Regions from separate parts of the Rattus norvegicus genome. Here region 2 is linked to region 1. A link is a contact called in public Hi-C data. All regions are on one chromosome and are shown on one strand. Each heading gives the region's core, a stretch centred on a gene start, on an enhancer-like site or on the middle of the called end of the contact. The rest is flanking DNA. Distances are from core to core; before and after follow the strand shown. Region 1 holds the start of Ugcg (UDP-glucose ceramide glucosyltransferase). Region 2 holds the start of Ptbp3 (polypyrimidine tract binding protein 3).

Evidence for each region. A called contact is a pair of places that touch in the nucleus more often than the background predicts.
Region 2: a Hi-C map of frontal cortex shows a contact between it and region 1, with 1.8 times the contacts expected there. The contact joins the promoter of Ptbp3 here to the promoter of Ugcg in region 1.

What each region holds. Positions count from the first base shown.
Region 1 is chr5:78,825,720-78,829,407 of GRCr8, forward strand. It overlaps Ugcg (UDP-glucose ceramide glucosyltransferase), which reads left to right and starts at 2,287. Exons shown (of 9, transcript NM_031795.2): 1 at 2,287-2,398. The coding sequence starts at 2,301.
Region 2 is chr5:79,191,918-79,195,721 of GRCr8, forward strand. Ptbp3 (polypyrimidine tract binding protein 3) reads right to left here and starts at 2,523. Exons shown (of 14, transcript NM_031346.2): 1 at 2,385-2,523.

The sequences.
Region 1 (3,688 bases), core at 1,037-3,536:
TTCTCAGAGTATCACTGTTGAAATCACAAAGTGTGTTGACTTTTTAGATTGGTGTATGAGAAATTCCGTTAATGTTGATATTTTCGTTGGGCGGGAGGGATGGCTCAATTGTTAAGGGCATTGGCTGCTCTTCCAAAGGACCTGTGTCCATCTGTAACTCTAATTCTGGGGGAATCAGATGGGGGAATCAGACGGGGGAATCACACGCCCTCTTCTGTCCTCCGTGGGTACTGCATGCACGTTCTACCTGGGTCTTTTTAAAGATCAGCAAGTGCTCTTCATAGTTGAGCCATCTTACCAGCCCCTAGAGCTGTGGTTGGAAAGTCAGGTTTGAGCAGACTGAATTTAACCAAGATGAAGTGCAACATTTGATCTTTACTCGGTTATACCCAATTACACCCGCTTTGTCTTTTCTGTGGAAATCCTTTGCTGTAAGGGTCTAGGAAAGATTTGACATGAAAATGTCAAATGAAAATGACAATGAAAAATGCTACAAAATGCCAAATTGAGAAAGTCATATTGTTGACCAAGTCCAAGCGAGTACTGATAACACACAACATTGTTTCGCATGTGACTGACAAGCACATTTTAATAGGAGCATGGCCTATTATTTTTATTTGTAAGATGTCATTGAGTGTGAGGTGCATTTTCATTTTGGATTCTTGAAATAATGGATTCTTGAAAATGCATTGAGAATGCTTTAAAAGTGGGCCTTGGAACTGATTAATCACCATTTTGGCATTTAAAGCCCTTTGTTATTATTTCCATTTATGGATTCCACTGTAGTGCTGTAACTTCACTAACCAATAACTCTCAACAACTAGAAATTAATTCTAAGCATGGTTCTTTCCCACTGATTTTTACACCAGTAGAACAAAGGACATTGCAAACCTTAAATTCGTGTAATTGTAGTTTATCGTGTAAATCATAGATTGAAGCCGCCAATTATTAACTAGAATCAATAGCAAAACGAAACCCGAATTCAATTCTGAAATCCCTCGAGAGCGCTCAGGAATTATTTTTAAAAAGTAACTTGAATAATAAACAGCTTAAACGCAGAACAATTGTAAACACTATAGATGTATCCAGGCTGAAGAAACAAATGCAAACATTGACTACTAGCCTCGCCCAGTACTGACTTAAAATTAGAATACTCTTTTGTTTTTCCACCACAGGGGTTCACTGAATTTGCCCAACCTGGCCTGGAACCTGTGTGCTCAAGTTCAGGTAATCCTCCTGCTTCAGTCCCAGGAGTAACTGGGCCACATACAGCCTTCTCACACTGTGCCTAGCTTTTATTTCCCCATTTTCAGTATCGTGCACATGCGTAATTAAACCTTTTAGTAATAGCAACATCTAACACTTTTAAAAAGAAGTAACGTAATTTCAACTAGTATGTCTAAAATCTATTCCAGCAAATACCACAAGATTTATGAATGAGATGGTCAGCGGTGTAATGGCAATACTAACAGCCCAGCATTGCTCGAACTAGCTACATTTCCATAACTCTTTTGGCTACATCTTAGCCAAGTTACACTCAGCTGCCTTAGAGGACGCCCAGTCTTGCGCGAATTCAGCACCAAGCCATTCTTCCAATTCTGAGTTTGGGGATTCCTTAAATAACACAGTCTCTGGGCTCCTCCGGATTTGGCCAAGATAAAATGTAGAGGCGGCGCGTGCTGCTTAGAGACGGTGCGGGGGGTTGGGGTGCGCACCGAGACTGACCCCGCGGGCGCGGGCGGCGGCGGCAGCGGTTGGTAGCTGCGGGGCAGCGAGCACGAGGGGGCAGCTCCGCCCGTGGGCGCGCGGGCCGGCAAGGAGGCGCGAGGGCGCCGCCCCGGGTGGAAGGGGGGGCGGGCACCGGCTCCAGAGGGCGGGGCGGGGCGGACCCGCATCGTGCCGGGATTCGGGCGCCGGCAGCGGGCACGGACCAGAACGCGGAGCCGCGGCGAGCGAGAGGGACGGCGGCGGCGGCGGCAGCAGCCGGGAGGGTCTGGACCACCGGAGCCCGAGCGCGCGGCAACGGCCGCCTGGAGCGCGCAGCGCGGTCAGCCTGCGCTCGAAGCACACCAGCACGCGCACGCTAAGGGGAGCGCGGTACCGAGCGCGCGCCGAGCGGCCGGGGGCGCGCAGGCCCTGCCCGCCCCTTCCGTCCGCACGCCCGCCGCCCCGCCGGCCCTTCCTCTCCCACCTTCCACTCGCGGCCCGCGCCCCGCACCCGGCGGCCCCCGCGTCCTCCTCCCGCGGCAGCGCTGTCCGCGGCGGCCGGAGCGGGCCGGGCCGGGCCAGCGGGCCGGGGGATGGCGCTGCTGGACCTGGCCCAGGAGGGAATGGCCTTGTTCGGCTTCGTGCTCTTCGTGGTGCTGTGGCTGATGCATTTCATGTCCATCATCTACACGTGAGTTAGAGGGTCGGGGCCTGGGGACGAGCTGGACTGGCAGGCGTGTATGCGGTGGAGGGTAGCGTTCTGCGAGGATAGAGAAAGCTGGTCCCCAAACGGTCCCCCCCAATCGATCTCCTTGAGGCGGTGCGGCGCGGGGTCCTGGAGAAGGAATAGCGCTGGAGTCGCCACCCGACTCCTGGGTTGCAGGCGACTGCAGAGCTCTCGGAGAGAAGCCTGCTTCTCTCTCTGGTGGAGGGTTGTCTTCTTGGTCTGATTGTGTAGGAGATTCGTGTGGTTTTTTTTTCCCCCATCTGGGCGAAGATGTATGGTGTATTGTGAGGTTTTCCCCTCCCTCCGCGCGGGCCACGTCTCTGTTATGGAGATGGTCCTTTACACTCTTCCGGGAGCTGCTCACCACCACCCTGAGACTTCCCAGTGGATCACCTCCTTCCTAGAAGAGCTGTGTGCTTAGATAGGTGTGGAACACCTGCCGGCCTTGAAGAACGTCCGTCGCCGAGCCTGTGCTATGTAGCTTCGAGTCCTGTCAGGGTGGCATTTCAGTATCATTTCTTTATTTTTTTTCTCCGAGTATTTATTGGCTTGTTCGGAGTTGCATCCTTCCTCTGTTTTCCACATACATCTTTTCACTTGACAGGTACCTCCCAAGGCCTACTAGGTACCACCTGGTATTGGGGACCCAGGTAGAGTAGGACAAAACTCCTGCCCTCGTGAAGCTTACATTCTAGAAGGAAGAAACATGATAGAAATCTAAATAAGAGGTTATTCCCTCTAAAGCTTACGACTAAAACAGAACAGGGTGAAGGGGCAGAGAGAGACATGAGAGAGGTGGCTAAGTTTTGATCCATCAATGAAATGTCTTTGAAAAGAAGCCTATTTAAATGTGTAGAGATGAACTCACTTGGCATATTAGCCTGAATGGGGGGGGGTTGGGGTGCTAACTACTAAATAGGAATTGGCTAGAATAGCATGTATATTAATGAAGAACAGGGAAGGATGTTAGGCAATTTTAGATTTTTTTTTTCCACTATAGAAAAGGTGCTTTTCTCCATTTGGTGTGCCATTTCCTGATACTGAGACACTTGTATAAGATGAGCAGACAGGTTTTTTGTTTTTTGTTTTTTTTTTTTTTTTTTGAAAGTGAAAGAAAACGTACCCTGCTTGGAATTTAGAAATTTAAGCTGTATTCATTTTAACTCGGTGGGCTCTTTAAAAAAAAAAATAGTTATTTCATCAGGAATTTGGACAGTGCAGAGAGGAATAAAGAAATAACGCATATCAAAATGT
Region 2 (3,804 bases), core at 1,273-3,772, 370 kb after region 1:
TCCTAGGTAGAAATGAACATGAACAAACATATACAGACAGACAGACACACACACACACACAGTGGGGGGAGGAGGCAGGCAGAGAGCTGGAATTCGAGGAGGAACTAAAAATATGTTGGCTAGTGGGTTTTTTTTTTTTAACTACTCAGAATAAAGGAAATGGGCTTTTTGCAAGCTGTGGGAAAATGAAATTTAATAAGCTTGCCTAGGGCATAGTTCACTATATTAAAAGCCACACTCCATAAGATTATGTGTAAAAACCCCTATACAGTCAATCTATACAAAAGCTGATCTCTCCTACATCTTCAGTTAGCAGTTTATCTCCATAGTTCCTTTATAATACAAATTCTGTATTAGGTTACTAATCAATAGTCATAATTTCCTAAAGGTATGCAAACCTGTTTTTGCATCAAGTGGTACAAACTTCATTGTTTTAAATAATAACCATTCCTTTTTTCCCTAGTAGAGTTTTGAAAACTGCATTCATTTTTCTGAAATGTAAACCTGATAAAAACTGATAAGTTATACTTTAAAAAGTGTGTAATCTTATCTTTATCGGTCCTGGTGGACAAAACAAGCATTTCCTCATTTGAATGCTCTATCTGCATCACTGTCTTCTTAGCTTTAACACCACAAGCAAGGCAAAGTGCTTACAAACTATTAACAAAAGTAAGTTTGGGAAGGCGAGAGCAGAAGAGTAAATATGAACAAAATGAGATGGTATGTGTGTTGTGCGTGAACTATAATAAAACATATTACTTTGATAGCCAACTAAAAAGGTACTTTTTAACAAGGTGTATGTAGTAAGTAGCAAATGATGACTAAAACCTATGCAACTAATGTTTTGGATCAGATAAACACATAGATGCTGAATTAAGGTTGAACATTCCTACTCACCCTTTTCCCCACCCTCAACCAGTGCACTGTGGGGGAGGAGCTTGCACTTCACAGTGAAGAAGCAAAAGTCAAGCAAGCCCTTTAACTAAATCTCATGACACAAAAAGCTAACTTGTTTCCCCAAACCCGAAGTTGAACCTTCTGAAGACGAACACTTCACCGTCCTTCCTGAACTGATATAATGGCATTTATGGCATAAATCACTGAAAATGATTTCACACGTAAAATGAATCAGTCAGGTAAGGAGGAGCCAATTCTCAAGGAGAAGCGTTCGCAAAGAAGCTCCCACTAAATAAAAATACTTTAAAGAGCATCACAACCATAAATCAAATCTAAAATCGAACTTTGATATCCACAGCAGTGTGCAATCTGCATTCAGATGAGATAATCCATATATCACAAAATTGTGAAATTAAGAAAAACGAAACCTAACGAGGTTAAAAATTGTTTTATTCTAGTGTCCTCACGTAAACACGTAGCATGCTATGATCAACTACGCGGCAACCTGCTAAATGGATTTTACTTTTCAAACAAGTTATATGCTCCACCATTCCGCAGTTTATAGAAGTCCTGTCAACAAAAGTCGGCGGGGGAGAAGGGTTAAGGAACAACTCAAACGACAAAGATGTAAATAAATAAAAGGTAGGTTCTCTAATTGACTTGGAGGGTTTTTTTAATCTTGATTATATGACCCTCAATTTATTAAAATCCCTCAATTCACGCTTTTATTAAAATACATCAGGTCCCGTCCCATGTTCCCAGAGAAATTACCAGCTCGGAAAAGGTGATTGTAAATCTTTTTTTTTTTTTCTTTTAGTCATAGACCCCATTTAAACCGAGCAGTTGAAAGCGCCCGGAAATCTGCACTTACACAATATCTAACATCGCCCGAGGCGAATTCACGAAGTTTCTTAGGGGTGGGGAACGAAGAGGAAGCGTCCCCGGTAATAAAGTGCAGACGCTAGGTATTTAGAAGTGGTTAACGTATCTCAAAGCCCAAGTCAGGAGACCCCGCCGGTCCCGAGACCCGCGGGGGACCGCAGTTCGAGACCCGGTCGCCGCCCAGACGGCTGTCGCCGCTCGCCCCGGCCCGCCGCCGGGGAAAGCTCCGCCGCGCGCCCCACCCCACCGGTAAACAGCAACTCCCCGAGCGCCGCGTCCGCCTCAGCCTCCGCCCCCGCCAGCGCCGCGCACCATTTTCTGAGAGGAAGTGTGGGGAGTCCGGTTAGGCACCCCGGCCCTGGCTCGACTCCGCTTCCCGAACGCGCCCCGAGGCTGCGAGGGGCGGACGTGACGGGGGGGGCCGCGCGCAGGAAGCAGAGACCGCGGCGGACGGACCCCCGCGCTTCCCAGGTCCCTGCCGTCGGGCTTAGCCCCGGGCCGCTCCTCCGCTAACCGGCGTCGCGCCCTGCTCCCGGCCTCGGTGGGACGCGTCGCCGAGAGGAAACGAGGCCAGCACAGCCCCCGAGCGGCCACCCGGCACTTACCCATCCATGGCCCAGATGGAGGAGCGCGTTGTGCGGGGATTGACGGGCTCACCGCGGGCGGAGGAAGCGGGCGGCGGCTCCCGGGACCTGCGAGCGGAGCCGCTCCGCAGCCCGGCCGGTCAGAGGTGGAAGGAAGAGTGGGAAACAGGGGCGGGGACCGGGCACGCTCTCGCCAGCGCCGCGCCCCCGCCCTCCCAGCCCGCGAGCGCGTTCCCGCCTCGCCTGGCCCCGCCCCCTCGGCGTCGACGCCCTCCCGGGACTCGGCAGGACTCCAGGGCGCCCTCTTCCCGCCTTCGCCTCTTCGCCCCGCCCCCCGCCCGTGCCTCGGCGCGCGTGCGCGCCCCCCGCCCCCAGCGTCGCGCCTACGTTCGCGGGAACGCGCGCCTTGTGCTTCCCGCTTCGAGACTCGCCCTCCTGCGAGCCCGCGGGCCTTCCGGCTTCCCGGACTAAGACTCAGGGCCCTGAATGTTGCTGCCTAGAAAAGCCTCCGGACCCCAGGGGACTTTTGAAGCGGCGTTAAGTTGCTACTGCCGGGCGACACTCCAGGCAGCACGGCAGGGGACCCACGCGACGGCTACGGGGCAGGGATGGGCAATGGTCTTTCCGAACCTGAGAGCAGCGACGGTAGCCTGTCCGCCGGGCCATGCCCAACCTCTGAGACCCGCACTGGCCGGATAGGTGTGGTTGGGAAAGATATTAAGTAAATGAGACTGCCCTGGACTGAAGTCCATCTTCATTTTTACACGGTTTTAATCTGAGTGCTTTTCTACCGAACAGTGTAATGCTACAAGAAACTTTAATCGCATAGCTATTTAATGGCCATCATATTGCCAGTATTTTATAAGTTTATTTATTCATCCCTCTGCGGGGCGGGGCTGGGGGAGCGTTATAGGAAAGGATTGATGTTTTTCCAGGTGAAAATAAACGAGAGGTCTCTGAAATTTCACAGCCAGAAAATTTTTTGTTTGAACCAAAGCCTTTTCCTCTGGTATGAGCAAAAACAAGTTATATGTAAAACATAAAACAGCGATTTACTATATATAATGCGTATAACTCGTGAGAACATGCTTTTCCCCCTCTTTTATAGCACATCTACTTCTGAACAGAGTGCTTTTTCAATTCGCAGATCATTGAAATTTGAGCCATTTAAGCCATGTCTTCAGAGTCTGAAGTGTAGGAGGGAGCCTGCCCACACCATTTCAAAGGAAGTAACAACTAAAATCTATCTTTCCTGACTACCTACTTTAAAATAAGTAGACACGTATTTTTTTAAAAAAGAAGCATAACCAGTTTGTAATTCAAGAAGGTCATTTTTTTAAAGAAATTTCACTTCCCATTTTCAAGATGTCAAAAACATTTCGTATGTTAAATCTAAACATTAACTTATGTTTGGAGACATTTCCACCCTACATTGCTATAT